Linked DNA regions of Oryctolagus cuniculus: all the other regions are linked to region 3. A link is a contact called in public Hi-C and Micro-C data. All regions are on one chromosome and are shown on one strand. Each heading gives the region's core, a stretch centred on a gene start, on an enhancer-like site or on the middle of the called end of the contact. The rest is flanking DNA. Distances are from core to core; before and after follow the strand shown. Region 1 holds the start of DCAF12 (DDB1 and CUL4 associated factor 12). Region 2 overlaps DCAF12 (DDB1 and CUL4 associated factor 12). Region 3 overlaps UBAP1 (ubiquitin associated protein 1).

The links. A called contact is a pair of places that touch in the nucleus more often than the background predicts.
Region 1: a Micro-C map of ear pinna shows a contact between it and region 3, with 5 times the contacts expected there. The contact joins the promoter of DCAF12 here to the enhancer-like site in region 3. A contact is called at or near these places in 2 of 6 Hi-C or Micro-C datasets (ear pinna and embryonic fibroblasts).
Region 2: a Hi-C map of an unstated tissue shows a contact between it and region 3, with 2.7 times the contacts expected there. The contact joins two enhancer-like sites. A contact is called at or near these places in 2 of 6 Hi-C or Micro-C datasets (embryonic fibroblasts and an unstated tissue).

The regions. Positions count from the first base shown.
Region 1 is chr1:197,129,178-197,133,598 of mOryCun1.1, reverse strand. DCAF12 (DDB1 and CUL4 associated factor 12) reads left to right here and starts at 3,114. Exons shown (of 9, transcript XM_008273818.4): 1 at 3,114-3,214. The coding sequence starts at 3,203. UBAP1 (ubiquitin associated protein 1) reads right to left here and starts at 4,099. Exons shown (of 7, transcript XM_070053455.1): 1 at 3,985-4,099.
Region 2 is chr1:197,087,403-197,092,023 of mOryCun1.1, reverse strand. DCAF12 (DDB1 and CUL4 associated factor 12) reads left to right here. Exons shown (of 9, transcript XM_008273818.4): 8 at 1,368-1,546; 9 at 2,020-4,145. The coding sequence ends at 2,178. Among named protein-coding and RNA genes, the nearest start is that of UBAP1, 40 kb to the left of the region's middle. Within about 2 kb of position 2,988, at least 4 of the 8 cell types and tissues checked have an H3K27ac peak or open chromatin away from gene starts, as enhancers often do.
Region 3 is chr1:197,255,894-197,260,308 of mOryCun1.1, reverse strand. It overlaps UBAP1 (ubiquitin associated protein 1), which reads right to left. Exons shown (of 7, transcript XM_070053455.1): 5 at 4,285-4,415; 6 at 3,551-3,652; 7 at 1,876-2,985. The coding sequence ends at 2,845. It overlaps KIF24 (kinesin family member 24), which reads left to right. Exons shown (of 13, transcript XM_008274282.4): 13 at 163-781. The coding sequence ends at 303. Among named protein-coding and RNA genes, the nearest start is that of KIF24, 91 kb to the left of the region's middle. Within about 2 kb of position 1,703, at least 1 of the 8 cell types and tissues checked has an H3K27ac peak or open chromatin away from gene starts, as enhancers often do.

The sequences.
Region 1 (4,421 bases), core at 1,865-4,364, 130 kb after region 3:
CTTGGCTAATGCTCTGCCTTCAGCGCCCGGTTCTAGTCCCAGTTGGTCCTCTTCCAGTCCAGCTTTCTGCTGTGGCCCAGGAGGGTGGTGGAGGATGGCCCAGGTGCTTGGGTGCCTGCACCTGTGTGGGAGACCGGGAGGAGGCACCTGGCTCCTGGCTTCGGATCGGCGTAGTTCCGGCCGTGGCGGCCATTTTGGGGGTGAACCAACAGAAGGAAGATCTTTCTCTCTGTCTCTCCCTCTCACTGTCTGTAACTCTACCTGTCAAATAAATAAATAAATAATCTTTTTTTTTTTTTTTTGACAGGCAGAGTGGACAGTGAGAGAGACAGAGAGAAAGGTCTTCCTTTGCCGTTGGTTCACCCTCCAATGGCTGCCGCGGCTGGCGCGCTGCGGCCAGTGCACCGCGCTGATCCGATGGCAGGAGCCAGGAGCCAGGTGCTTTTCCTGGTCTCCCATGGGGTGCAGGGCCCAAGCACCTGGGCCATCCTCCACTGCACTTCCTGGCCACAGCAGAGAGCTGGCCTGGAAGAGGGGCAACCGGGACAGAATCCGGCGCCCCGACCGGGACTAGAACCTGGTGTGCCGGCGCCGCTAGGCGGAGGATTAGCCTAGTGAGCCTCGGCGCCGGCCTAAATAAATAATCTTTAAAAAAAAAAAAAAAAAAAAGACACTGTTTGGGATTGCACATCCCTTATCAGAGTGACTGGGTTTAAGTCTCTGTTTTCAATTCTAGCTTCCTGCTAATGCACACCCTGGAAGGCAGCAGTGACGGCTCAAGTAGTAGGGTCCCTGCTACTCATGTGGGAGACCTGGATTGAGTTCCAGGCTTCTGGCTTTGAACCTGTTGGCCTTGGGGATTAAGCCAGTTTATGAGAGCTCTTTGTCCCTCAAATAATAAATAAATGAATATATCTTAAAAATTTATAAAGAACTAAATGCAGATACTAGAACTAGACACAGGGGTTGGTGCTGTGGTGCAGCTCATTAAAGCCCCAGCCTGCAGTGCTGGCATCTCATATGGGTGCCAGTCTGAATACCAGCTGCTCTACTTCTGATCCAACACCTGCTAATGCACCTGGGAAAACAGCAGAAGATGGCCCAAGTCTTTGGCCCCTGTACCCACATGGGAGACCTGGAACAAGCTTCTGGCTCCTGGCTTTGGATTGGTCCAGCTCCAGCTATTGTGGCCATTTAGGGAGTGAACCAGAAGATGGAAGACCTCTCTTTCTCTCCACCTCTCTCTGTAACTCTACCTTTCAAATAAATAAAATAAATCTTAAAAAAAAAAAAAAAAGAACCAGACACAGATACAGGTACAAATAAAACGGAACTGGAAGATCCCACACCAAGATGTAAATAGTGGGGGTGTGCATTGTGGTATAGTGGGTTTAGCCCCCGCCTGTGGTGCCAGCAACTCATATGAGCACCAGTTTAAGTCCTAGCTGCTCTACTTGTGAGCCAGCTCCCTGCTGATGACTTGGGAAAGCAGTAGAATATAGCCCAAGTGCTTGGACCTGGCAGAAGCTCCTGGCTCCTGGCTTTGGATTGGCCTACCTCCAGTCATTGCAGCTATTTGGAGAGTGAACCAGCAGATGGAAGACCTTTCTCTCTCTCCCTCTCTCTGTCTATGACTCTGCCTCTCAAATAAATAAATCTTTTTTAAAAAATGTAAATAGTGGAATCAAGGATTTTTTTTAAATACCTTTATTCCCCATGATTTCCAAGTTTCTACTTTGAGCACATATTTATTTTGTAATTGGGGAAATATATTTTATAACTTTTTAAAAATACTTAATCAAAGACCCGCAATGTGGAATAGCAGGTTAAGCAGATGCCTGCAATGTCAGCATATCCCATGTGGGCACTGCTCAGCTTCTGATCCAGCTCCCTGCTAATGTACCTGGAAAGCAGCAGAAGATGGCCCAAGCAGTTGGGCCCCTGTCGCCACATGGGAGACGCAGATAAAGATCCTGGCTTCTGGCTTTGGCCTGGGCATTGTGGCCATCTGGGGAGTGAACCAACTGATGGAAGATTCCTCTCTTTCTCTGCCTCTCTCTCTCTCTCTCTCTGTCTCTTCCTCTCTCTGTAACTCTGCCTTTCAAATAAATACATAAATCTCTTAAAAAATAAATAGGGGCCAGTGCTGTGGCATAGTGGGTAAAGCTGCTACCTGCAGTGCCGGCATCCCATATGGGCACCAGTTCAAGTCCTGGCTGCTCCATTTCTTTTCTTTTTTTAAGATTTATTTATTTATTTGAAAGTCAGAGAGAAGCAGAGGCAGAGAGAGAGAAGAGAGGTCTTCCATCCACTGGTTCACTCCCCAATTGGCTGTACTGCCCAGAGCTGTGTTGATCCAAAGTCAGGAGCCAGAAGCTTCTTTCAGGTCTCCTATGTGGGAGCAGGGGCCCAAGTACTTGGGCCACCCTCCACTGCCTTCCCAGGCCATAGCCGAGAGCTGGCTTGGAAATGGAGCAGCCGGGACTTGAACTGGCGCCCATATGGGATGCCGATGCTACAGGTGGTGGCTTCATTCGCTATGCCATAGTGTCGACCCCTGCCTGGGAGGACAGTGGAGGGTGATCCAAGTCCTTGGACTCCTGTACCTGCATGGGAGAGCCATAAGAAGCTCCTGGCTTCAGATTGGCCCGGCTCTGCCTGTTGTGGCCATTTGGGGAGTGGACCAGCAGAGGGAAGATCTTTCTCTCGCTGCCTCTCTAACTCTTTCAAATAAATAAATCTTTTTTTAAGTGTATAAGAGTTACTGTCATTCTACTTCACTGAAACTTTATTATCACTCTTTAAAAGCAACTGTGAACTTTTAAGCTTCTAAATGTGTGTCATTTCTATTTTATTTTCACAGAAATGATGAAATGATGAGCTATGCTTTGGGGGATGCTTCCTTGGGATGTCAAAATGATGTATACCAATTTTGAGAATGAGTCTGCAGCAGTGCCCAGTGTATCTTTTGACTTGGAGGGGGGAGACCAAGACCCAGACCCTGCCCAGCCTGAGCCTAGAGATTCTCAGAAGATTCTAGACTCTTGCCCAATGGGATCCTCTGTCTTCCAGAGCATTGTGAGGCGAGACAGAACTAGAACAAGACTCCAAAAGGAAAGCGACCCACTCCTGAGATACTCATTGTGTGCGTGCCTCTCAAGGGACAGGTCTGGCCAAGTAAGATGGGGATGCCTTTCCCAAGATGGCATTATGGGTTAGTGACAGTTGACTTGGGATGGTGGAGGATCCTGTCTCAATCTAGCCTTTGGTTTAGTTTGGAGAACAAATCCAGATCTCCTTGTAGGTAGAACTTCACAAGGGCCAACAGAGCTCCCTGGAGTTAGGAGGCCTGAAGCCTGAAGGGACCCGGTGCCACAGCTTGAGGCCAGTTGGCCCCAAACCAAGTGCATTCTCCTTCTTCCGAAGGGTTTCTTTGCCTGAGGAGTCTGGAGGCTGTCACTCAAATTCCCTCAGGAGGCAAGGGTGACCTCGAAAAAGCCCTCGTTGGGTGACCAATGCCAGTCCAAACTGGATCGAGAAGCCAAAAACGGCCACTCTTTCCCGCGGTTCAAATTTCGCCCAGCTGCATCACTGGAGACGCAACCTGGGATGTGAAAGGCAGGCAGTGACAAATTACAGCCTGAAGCCTACCTCATAAAAAGCACAAGAGGCTGTGGCTTTGACGGCAGGTCACTGGACTATAAAAGGGGGGAGGGGCAGGTGACAGAGGGGCTGTTGCGATCCGCCCAGGCAAAGAGGGTCAGGAGGGGTTGGTGGGCAGTGGCGCAAGCAATAGACAGCGGAGAACGTGGGGAAGAGGGTGGCCAGAGGCTCCCGGGGCAGCCTGGGCTGGTTCCCCGCCCAGAGAAAAGTCCGGCCATACTCCAGACTCCGTCTCGAGGGGCAGGGCAGGTGTCTGCCTCCCAGCCAGTGTCCAGCCTTCGGCTCCAGGGCACGGTTTGTGATAGGTTGGGGGAAACGTACGCGGCTAGATGCGAGGTAACCAAAGATGTTCGGCGGGTGAAGTGTGGCGCTGGGAGGGATCGCGATCCTAGCAGAGCTGGTCATCCCTCACTTCCGGGTGCCCGCGAATGGGGCCAGCTAGGCTCCAAGGTCGGGTGACCAGAGGCCAGATTCTCCCAGCGCCTGCTCGTCCACCTCCAGCAGCAGTCGAACGAGTGTCAGGTCGCAGCTAGGCAACAGCCGGGAACTCTCCTCCGAGTCCTAAATCCCGCCCCTCTCGTCCCGCGGCGTTTCCGTAGCGACGCGCCGCGAAGTGCGGCTGCGCAGAGGTGACGAAGCGCGGGCGAGGGGGAGGGGGTGTTTTGGTTCTAGTCGCTCGCCGTCCTTTCCAGACTAGGTCGTCGGAAAGCTTCTGGTTCCGGCTTCCCCTTTCCCTTCCCTTTCCCGGCCCCGATCCT
Region 2 (4,621 bases), core at 1,739-4,238, 170 kb after region 3:
TTTAAAAGGCAGAGTTACAGAGAGGCAAAGGGAGAGAGAGAGAGAGAAAGAGAGGTCTTCCATCCTCTGGTTCACTCCCCAGATGGCCGCAATGGCTGGAGCGGCACTGATCTGAAGCCAGGAGCCAGGAGCTTCTTCCAGGCCTCCCATGTGGGTGCAAGGACCCAAGCACTTGGGCCATCCTCCACTTCTTTTCCCAGGCCATAGCAGAGAGCTGGGTCAGAAGTGGAGCAGTTAGAGTAGTGAACCAGGGAATGGAAGACCTTTCTCTACCTCTCAAATAAATAAATAAAATCTTAAAAAAAAAAAAAAAAAAAAAAAGGTGGAGCAGCTGGGACACAAACTGGCATCCATATGCCAGTGTTGCAGGCTGTAGCTTTACTTGCTACACCACAACCCCAGCCCCATCCACTGGTTCATCACTTCCCAAATGACGGTAACAGCCAGATCTGTGCTACACTGAAGCCGGAAACCTAGAATTCCATCCAAGTCTCCTTCTTGGATAGCAGGGACTCAAATCCATAGGCTGTCATCTCTCTGTTACCTTCCTGGGCACATTAGCAGGCAACTGGATCGGAAGTGGAAGAGCCAGGACTTGGACTAATGCTGTAGTATGGGATGTAGGTGTCCTGAGCAGTGGTTTAACCCACTATACCACAAAACATTTTGGTTACTGTTAACAGGGGTGACTTTTATATAAAGAGGAAGTACTGGTTTCACAAATATTTTGGAGCCTCTCTTCTGTGCTAGGAGACATCTTTGTATCCCATGGAATTATTTGATGCCTGGGTACAGCAGTTGTGTTTTCTCAGTGACCCACAATGATTAGATGTCTAAAGTTCACCCTGTGGTGAGGAAGAATGCTCTGGTGTGCTTAAGTTTTGGGCTTTCTGTCACCCTCCTAACACACTTAATACCAGCTACAGACTTCCTGTAATTTTATATAAGGTGGTAATTTTATATAAGGAATATAAGGAAGTCCTTGTTTATGTGATGATTTGTACATACGCAGATCACCCTGAATTGCAGTATAGGCTGGAAACATATACTGGCAAAGAGCGTAGTTGTGAGTGATGATTCCGAAGTGGTGACGCAGGGAAGTTCCAGGCACACTTACTGTCTTTGGCCAAAAACATCTGAGGCTTAGTCAGCAATCTGGCATTCTCCACAGCTGGTCGGAGGGCTCCTGTTAGTGCGTGATGGCTGCGGCAGCGTGGCACCAGGGTTCCCTGCTGTTGCATGAGCTATGTTTGCCCCTGGAAAAGCATTGTCCGATACTGGGAGGTGCAGTGCAGACTCGGCATTGGAGGAATTCAGGCGAGCAGACTGCTAAGCTAACGCTCTCCCTTCCCTTCTCTGTCTTTCAGGGATCCGGTCAGTGAGCTTCTACGAGCACATCATCACTGTGGGCACAGGGCAGGGCTCCCTGTTGTTCTATGATATCCGAGCTCAGAGATTCCTGGAAGAGAGGCTCTCTGCTTGTTACGGGTCCAAGCCCAAACTGGCAGGGGAGAATCTGAAGCTAACCACTGGCAAAGGCTGGCTGGTGAGTGAGCCCCGCTTGAGTTGATTGCCAGACAGTGGCAGAACAATTATCTCCCCTGTACCAGCCCCTCCCACAGCCTACCTCCAGGCACTCCTTAGAGCAGGAAAGGAATTTCCTCTAATTTTGCTTTTATGTCTCCATCTGTTGCCTGTGGTTAAACTGAGGCACAAGAAATCAAGTTGCCTGGCCCAGGGTTCCCCTGAAGTGGTAATGGAACAAGAAAGGTTAGGAATGTGCTGCCGAGCTGCCGGCGGATTATGAAGAGTTCTAGTCTAGCTGTTGGACAAGATCTGAACTGTGTGTACTTCCTCTCTAATGCTCAGTTGAAAACTGAGGCCCTAGTTCCCAGGAAAACCAGTCTGCCAACATCAGGTTATAGGTGCGGTGCCCCTCCACTTAAGGAGATCGGAATGCATTCGTGTTTCTGCCCCATGGCCACAGGGTGCTAACCCGGTCTCTCTGTCTCCCTGTAGAATCATGATGAAACCTGGAGGAATTACTTTTCGGACATTGATTTCTTCCCCAATGCCGTGTACACCCACTGCTACGACTCGTCCGGCACGAAACTCTTTGTGGCAGGAGGTCCCCTCCCTTCAGGGCTCCACGGAAACTATGCTGGGCTCTGGAGCTGATGATCAGTGACAGCTGACTCTCCCAGAATGCAGAGATTTACACTGACTTCCATCTGCAGTTTCCTGGTTTCTTCTTTTGCCCCACCCCCACCCCCCCAACTGTGTGAGGCTCTCATATTTTAGTGAGAACACCAGGGTTTGTCCATAGTTTAGGCACTCAGTAGGAAGAAGCTCTGTACAGAAAGCTGAAGGGCTTTTTATTATTTTTTTTTCTTTTTCCCTTTAGGTAATCAGAATTGTACCCTTTTTTTCTTTCTGGCTTCTCAGCCAAACGTTGCTGATCCCCAGTTAGATGTTTTCGTTAAGTGACACACACTCTCCCCTCTCTTGCTTCTTTAGGCAGAAATGACACAGTCCTTCTCACCCTTACTTCACTCTTGAGAGGTAGGGCTCCTTTATAATTATGTGGTTGCTGTCAGACTTTCTGTGAAAGTTTGAGAGCCGTGTGGGTGTGTGTGTGTGCGTGTGTGTGTGTATGAGAGAGAGCGGGAGAGAGAGAGAGCGAACTTGCATGCGTGTAGGTACTGTGTGTCACTGAAGTTATCTGGAGTGAGGATTCCTTGTAATTAAAATATTTATAAAAGAAACAACTTTATTCAAGTCCAGCTTTGGGGCTAGTCTGTATCTTGTGCGTTAAAGTCTAACACTGAATATAGGAAGGAAAACACATCACCACTGGGAAAATCCTTGAGCGAGAGCACAGCCTTCCTGGGGCTTCCCATGCCGGGACTCCCGAGTGATCCAACCCTACCTGTCTTCCCAGCTGTGTGTCCTCCGGGTGAGGACACCTCTGTGGCTGTCACTTCCACTTCCCAGCTTCCCCTCCACTTAGCCGGTGGCCACTCCTCTGAAACCTGAGTCTGCATCCAGAGGCAGCTCTGCACACTGCAGAGCATCACAGGACTTGGTAAAGAGTTTGCATCCCAGCCTCCCTCTCCCTTCCTCCCCTCCAGCAAGACCTTGCCCATACTTCATGGGCTGGAGCTAGGGGTCTCCAGTCTGTCACGATTCTCATAGCTCCCTTGGCTTTGAGAGAAGACCTCTCTGCCATTCTTCCATTCTCCCCAATGGATTCTGCTGTTGCTTTCTAAACTGGGTTCAGTCCAGGAGGGTGAGGGTGCACAGGGGGTTTATCCATGTATAGTGAGTGTGTCATGCGTGGAATATTCATTTTCTCAGTGCAGTGAAGCTTGGGGTTGAAGCTCTCCCTCCTCTGTGTGGGCTCGGCCCTAGGTCAGTGAGGGGGTGGCTTGCAGCCAGTAGCATTGTGCATGTAAAAGCCTCAGCGTGATTAGTACTTGTCTGTTCCTCCTTTGAAACTGTGTTTTGTCTGAGGTTTTAAACTTGCGGGCAACTGACTCATTGTGAGGTCCTGTTGCTCCCTGTTTTTTTATGCATCATGTGGAAGATAACAGCTGTCCCCACCCACAGATTGCTCCTCTAAGCACATACTCTGCTTCTCTCAGCATCTCCTGGGGAAAGGAAAAGTCGCTTACTACCGTACCCCAGAGTATTTGCTGCTCTCCCAGATATCCCTCCTCCCTGGGTGTAAGTAGGGAGGCTCATCATGGAACAGGGCAGCGGGGAGAGGAGACAGCAGGTTCCCCAGAGGGGTTGGCATACAGCACGCCCCACAGGTTCTGGAATTCTCATCTTCTAACCTAGAGAAATAGGTGCTATAAACAGGGAATTAAGCAAAATGCTGGATGCTATAAACCTTTTAATTGTCTTAATTTTTTTTCTATTATTAAACTACAGGCTGTAGATTTCTTAGTTCTCACAGAACTTCTATCGTTTTAAACTGACTTGTATATTTAAAAAAAAAATCTCAAGTAGGATGTTTTGTACTGTTTGCCAAGACCCTCTTCTGTGATGGGTAATGAGTTTGATTGTTTGAGATTTTCTGTTTTTAAAAATGTAGCACTTGACTTTTTGCCAAGGAAAAAAATAAATATTACTCCAGTGCAGAGTGGCTTGAGTGACTGTATATAGCCCATAGGTTGGGTGGGGGAGAGAAAGAGGGTGCTCAAATGACTGGCAGGAAGCTTGGCTTGGGGTGCTGAGATTGCCGGGGGTGGGGGGCACAAGAATGTCTCAAGATCAGAGACATAAATAGGAAGACCTGCTTGCTCCTGATTCGCCACCGCACACCTCATCATTGCTCTGGGGTCCAGCTGAGAGTGGATATGCCCGGGGCAGGTAGTGTGGCTCACTGGCTGAAGATGAGGGCAGTGCTCATACACCTTACTCGGACTAGGAATGTAATTTTTTCTTTATTAGAAAGGTAGAAATCTTCCATCACTGGTTCACTCCCTAGATACCCTGAGACAGCTGGGTCAGGCAGAAGCCAGGGACACCAGATCTCCATGCAGGTTTCCCATGTGGGTGACAGGGATCCAAGTATCTGAGCTATCACCTGCTGCCTCCTGGGGTTTGCATTAGC
Region 3 (4,415 bases), core at 454-2,953:
GCCCCATCCCGTGCCATTGCAACAATCCTGATGGTTTCTCAGCTGCTGCTGCTGGTAGTGGTGAATTCTGAAATCTTCCTGTTTAGAGAAGGAAGTAGAAAAAGAGATCTGGTGGAGGGCAAAACAGAACAAAAGCTCCATTTGTCCTGTTTCTTTTCTCAGGATTTTGAAGACTTTGTGACCCAGCTGGATGAAATCATGGCCCTGAAATCCAAGTGCATCCAGAGTCTGAGGAGCCAGCTGCAGTTATACCTCACTTGCCACAGGCCAGCCGCAACCCCTGAGAGGACAGCAGTGTCTTAAAGCAAGATCCTGGATGGGACGGTGCGGGTAGTGCAAGTCCCTGTGCCCGACCCTTGGGCTGGAGGCGGCCCGCCAAGTCCTCCCTGCACATGCCAGAACCACCTGGTACCGCCTGTGCTAGCCTCATCTCTACACACATGGCCTTCGATGAGCCTCTGTCCCTCCCAGCCCCAAGTACGGAGCAGCTATAAGAAAGGGAGTTTAGAGCTAGAAGAGAATGCTTTACTAAATCCTTGCCTGAGGGCATACAATTGGACCTGACACCCTGTGGATGTTGTTAAATTCAAGGACTGGAGGACGGGGTAGTTAGTGGTATCTGACCTCTGGAGGTCAGAGGTCACAATCTAGGGAAGGACGGACAACCTGCTGACCCAGAAGCTTTATCAGCTGAGTTCTGTCTTCAAAGATGTAAACACTGGCCCTAAACTAAAACAGTTTTGAAATTTTTAAATGAATAAACCTTGAGATGTCTTCAGTAGCTGATGTGATGGCTTTTGGCTTACAGTTCCCTTCCCTTCCTGCAGTCTAGTTTTGAGAAAAAAAAAAAAAAAAGAGGGTGTCCATGTCACTGCGTTCTTTTTCACATCTCTGACCTTTGCGGGGTGACAGGGCTATCCAGTGCCCCATGCTTCCTCATTCACACCCTTCATGGAATCCTTGAGGAGCTGGAGGGTCTCAAGCAAGGCTCCAAAGGCTCCATCCCAGGTGTGCTGTCCCGGGCACCCTGGCCACTCCAGCTACACCGCCTCTCACAGGCCTTGGCACGGAGTACTCCAGTCAACAGTGACTCAATTTATACATAGTTCTGGGTACTGCTTGTTGTCTGTCTCTTCAGCAGGAAGAAGTCTCCAAGTGCCCATCACTTTCCAAGGCCGTCCAGGGACAAACTGAGATTTATCACAGCCTGGGCCATTGCTGTGTGACCTTTAATTTCCTTCAGGTAAAGAGTAACTTTTTAATGTTTTAAAAGGAGGGCTTAGTTAAAAGGCCAAGTCAACCAAGTAGCTTTTTCCAGTCTGCAGCATTCTGGCCCTAACCACTCTTTGACCACCAGAGGGCATCCTGCTTCCATCTTGGTGCTTCTTGGCCCTAAGGCTCCGCAGCCCCTACACACATGATCATTTAAAAAACCCGAGACCCACTCTTTGTGGAGAGCCCAAGAGGGATGGTGGAACAGCGCTAAAAATAAGGACAAGAAACTTGAGGGATGCATCTAGTTCTATCGTACTCAAATAGCACATAAACGCCTGATGCTGCTCACGGGAAAAGGGATTTCCTCCATCTCCTGAAGGCCCAATCTATCTCACTTCCAGTAAGTCTTAACCGCAGAGTCGATGTCCTCTGCCAGAGACTGAGATAGGTCAGGTTTAAAAAGGCACTTGTCTGGACCTGCCTTTGCAGGGGCCAGTTCCTGGGTCTCGCAGGCCTGGAGTAGGAAGAAAGTACTGAAATGACAGAAGCAGGTTAGGTCATGTTCCACCCCCAGCAAATCTACACAGGAACTCCCTTACCACCCACTCCACCCCTCACTAAAACAGCCCTTGACAATAAAGAAATTAGCATGGCAGGATATACCTTTTAGATTTTTATTAGTAGTACTCTCTGAAGAATCAAAATAGTTAGCAAATTATTTTAGATTCAAGACTGTATATTCTTTGTATTTAGATTTTTAACGTTCAACATAATACAAAACCAAAGAGACTGATTTCTATGACTAGGTGTTACTTGTGTCATTCTAAAGCAGTGGGCTGCAGGGGGGAGAGGCTGTCCAAGAACAGAAGTGGAGTTAGTGCTGGGTGACGGCACTGTGGCCTGTTGTCTCCCCACTGAATGTGCTGCGAAGGGGCCAAGGGTTAAACTGACAACTGTTTCCTAGAGCAGGGGCTCTGTAACCCTGGGCAGCAGAGACTGTGGTCCAAACCACACCAGGAGAGGCAGGCTGGGGCAGGGAAGCGTAGTGACTGCCTGGCGAAAGAGAAACTCAGGCCCCCTGGATAAAAGTGCATTCTTCGCACCGCAGACATTGCAGAACCAGTGTAACACTAAGAGGCTTTGTTGAGGGGGGACTGAAACCCCGGAAGAACCTTTCACTTGTACTCAACTTGGATTAGAGTTCCGTCCACTAGTGTGGGGAGGGAGAAGCATCTAGCCCCAAAGCAGCACTGAGTTTGGCCCTCTCCCCCACTTTTCCCTGACTCCTCTTGGTGGCCAGGCCAGGGCTGAGGACGTAAAGACCCAAGAGAAGACCAAGCTAGTCTTTCTGGAGGGCCCAGGTGGGAAGGACACTTCTCAAGATACAAACATGTTTAATAGAGAAGGAGCCAGGACAGGTCTGGGGGCATTAGCATGCCCAAATCTTCCCGCTTCTCCCCAGCTCGGGCCCTGCGCTCATGGAGATTGACAAGCACAGTCTCCACGCCTGACCGTCTTAAGTCCCAAAAGAAAATCCAGAAGTGTCCCCTTCGCCTTCCCCACAGGCGGGCTCTGCAGGGGCTTCCTGGGGGTGGTGGTTCCGTGGCAGGGCTGTAGCAGGGCCTGGTCTCAGCTGGCTCCTGCCCGGGCCATGAGGTCTTCCAAAGCATTGTCCTGGTCATTGTTGTGTAATACCAAAGCTTCCTTAATGTCCTTCAGTTCAAAGCCCATTTCCTTAAACTTGCTCATTAACTGAAGAAACTCCATCATCTAAGGGACATAAGAGAACACAGATTAAAGGGCCCAGCCATCCAACACAACAGAGCAACGGAGCATTTTGTCTGGAAGGGGCCTGGAGGTCACGGGGGTTCTGCATCCCTCTAGCCAGAGCCACCTCAGTCTCCCTGAGGTTCTTCAGGAAGAAAGGGTGGTGGTGGAGGAAACCAGGTCACGCAGGTTTGACACCAAAGCCTGCCACCCTTCAAGAGCCACCCTTAGCTCAGCCCACCTCCTGCTGACCTCTATCTGGGTCCTTCCACCCATACTGACTGAGGCAGGCCACTGACCTCCAAAACAGCTGTTCTCCAGGGATCAAGGTAGGTGGTGAGACTAGTGATCCTCCTGGTCATCGGAAGTTTGGCTTTCGGCCCAAGTCAATTCTCCCTTCCCCTCACTGGGATTCTAGATAAGCCCATGTATTCCCCAAGTCGAGCAGAGCCTGCCTAGACATGAGACCACCCTGCAGTTCCTTGGCAAGGGAAGCAGCCTGTGACCAAGGGAGAGAAGGACGCTTCCTCTTTTCCAGGGGGTTCCCATGAAGCCTGAAGGGTCTCACCTTTTCTTCTGAACACTGTTGCATTTCCAAAGCCTCTTCCACTAACAGAGGGTCAAAGCCCTTCTCGCAAAGCTGTCCGTGTGCAAAGAGATAGTCGAGAATCTAAGAAAACAAAGAGGAAGTTTGGACACCTACTGTCACTACGCAAACAAGTCTGCTCCCAGTCCACCCAGGCTACCAGTTTCCGGACAGGACTTGAGTGTGCCTTGAACTGTATCCAATGCAGCGGGGCCTCAGTGACTACTTACAGAACAGAGAGGTGTATATACCTTTCTAAATATGAGCAGCCGTTTTGCAAAGGAGTTGTAGCCACAGCTGACTCACATCTCCCAGAATGTCACCTGCACAGCCCAAGTCAGAAAATGTCCCCAGAGTGTTAGACTCCAGTACCCTACTGACTGCCTGGACAAGTGTAAATGGAAAGAAATGTCTAGAAGATGACCTGGGACCCACTCCTAGTCTGGCCCTTTATGGGGCAGGGGTTGGCGAGGACTGGGTAACGGTCCAACAGTTCCAGTACTCCCAAGGCTCTCTCTAAGCCTGGGTTCTAGAGCAGCCTCCAGAAGAGAAACTGCTGGTGAGGTGCTCGCTTCTCCGACAGAACACCTGCCTGGGTCCCCACAAGCCCACAGGAAGGGAGGTGGGTGCACAGGAGCAGAGCCCGACACTCACCACCTCCAGAGGTCCCAAGTCTCCTGGCTGAGCACCTGCTCCTGTGCTGACCACTCACTCACCTGCTCAATATTCTCTCCTTTCTTCTTCAGGGCTCTCATGACACACTCGTATGAGTAGCCCATGTTGACCACTGTCTCCACACACTGCCGCTCGCTGGGGGACAATGTCTGCAGTTCAGAATAGGCCTGGG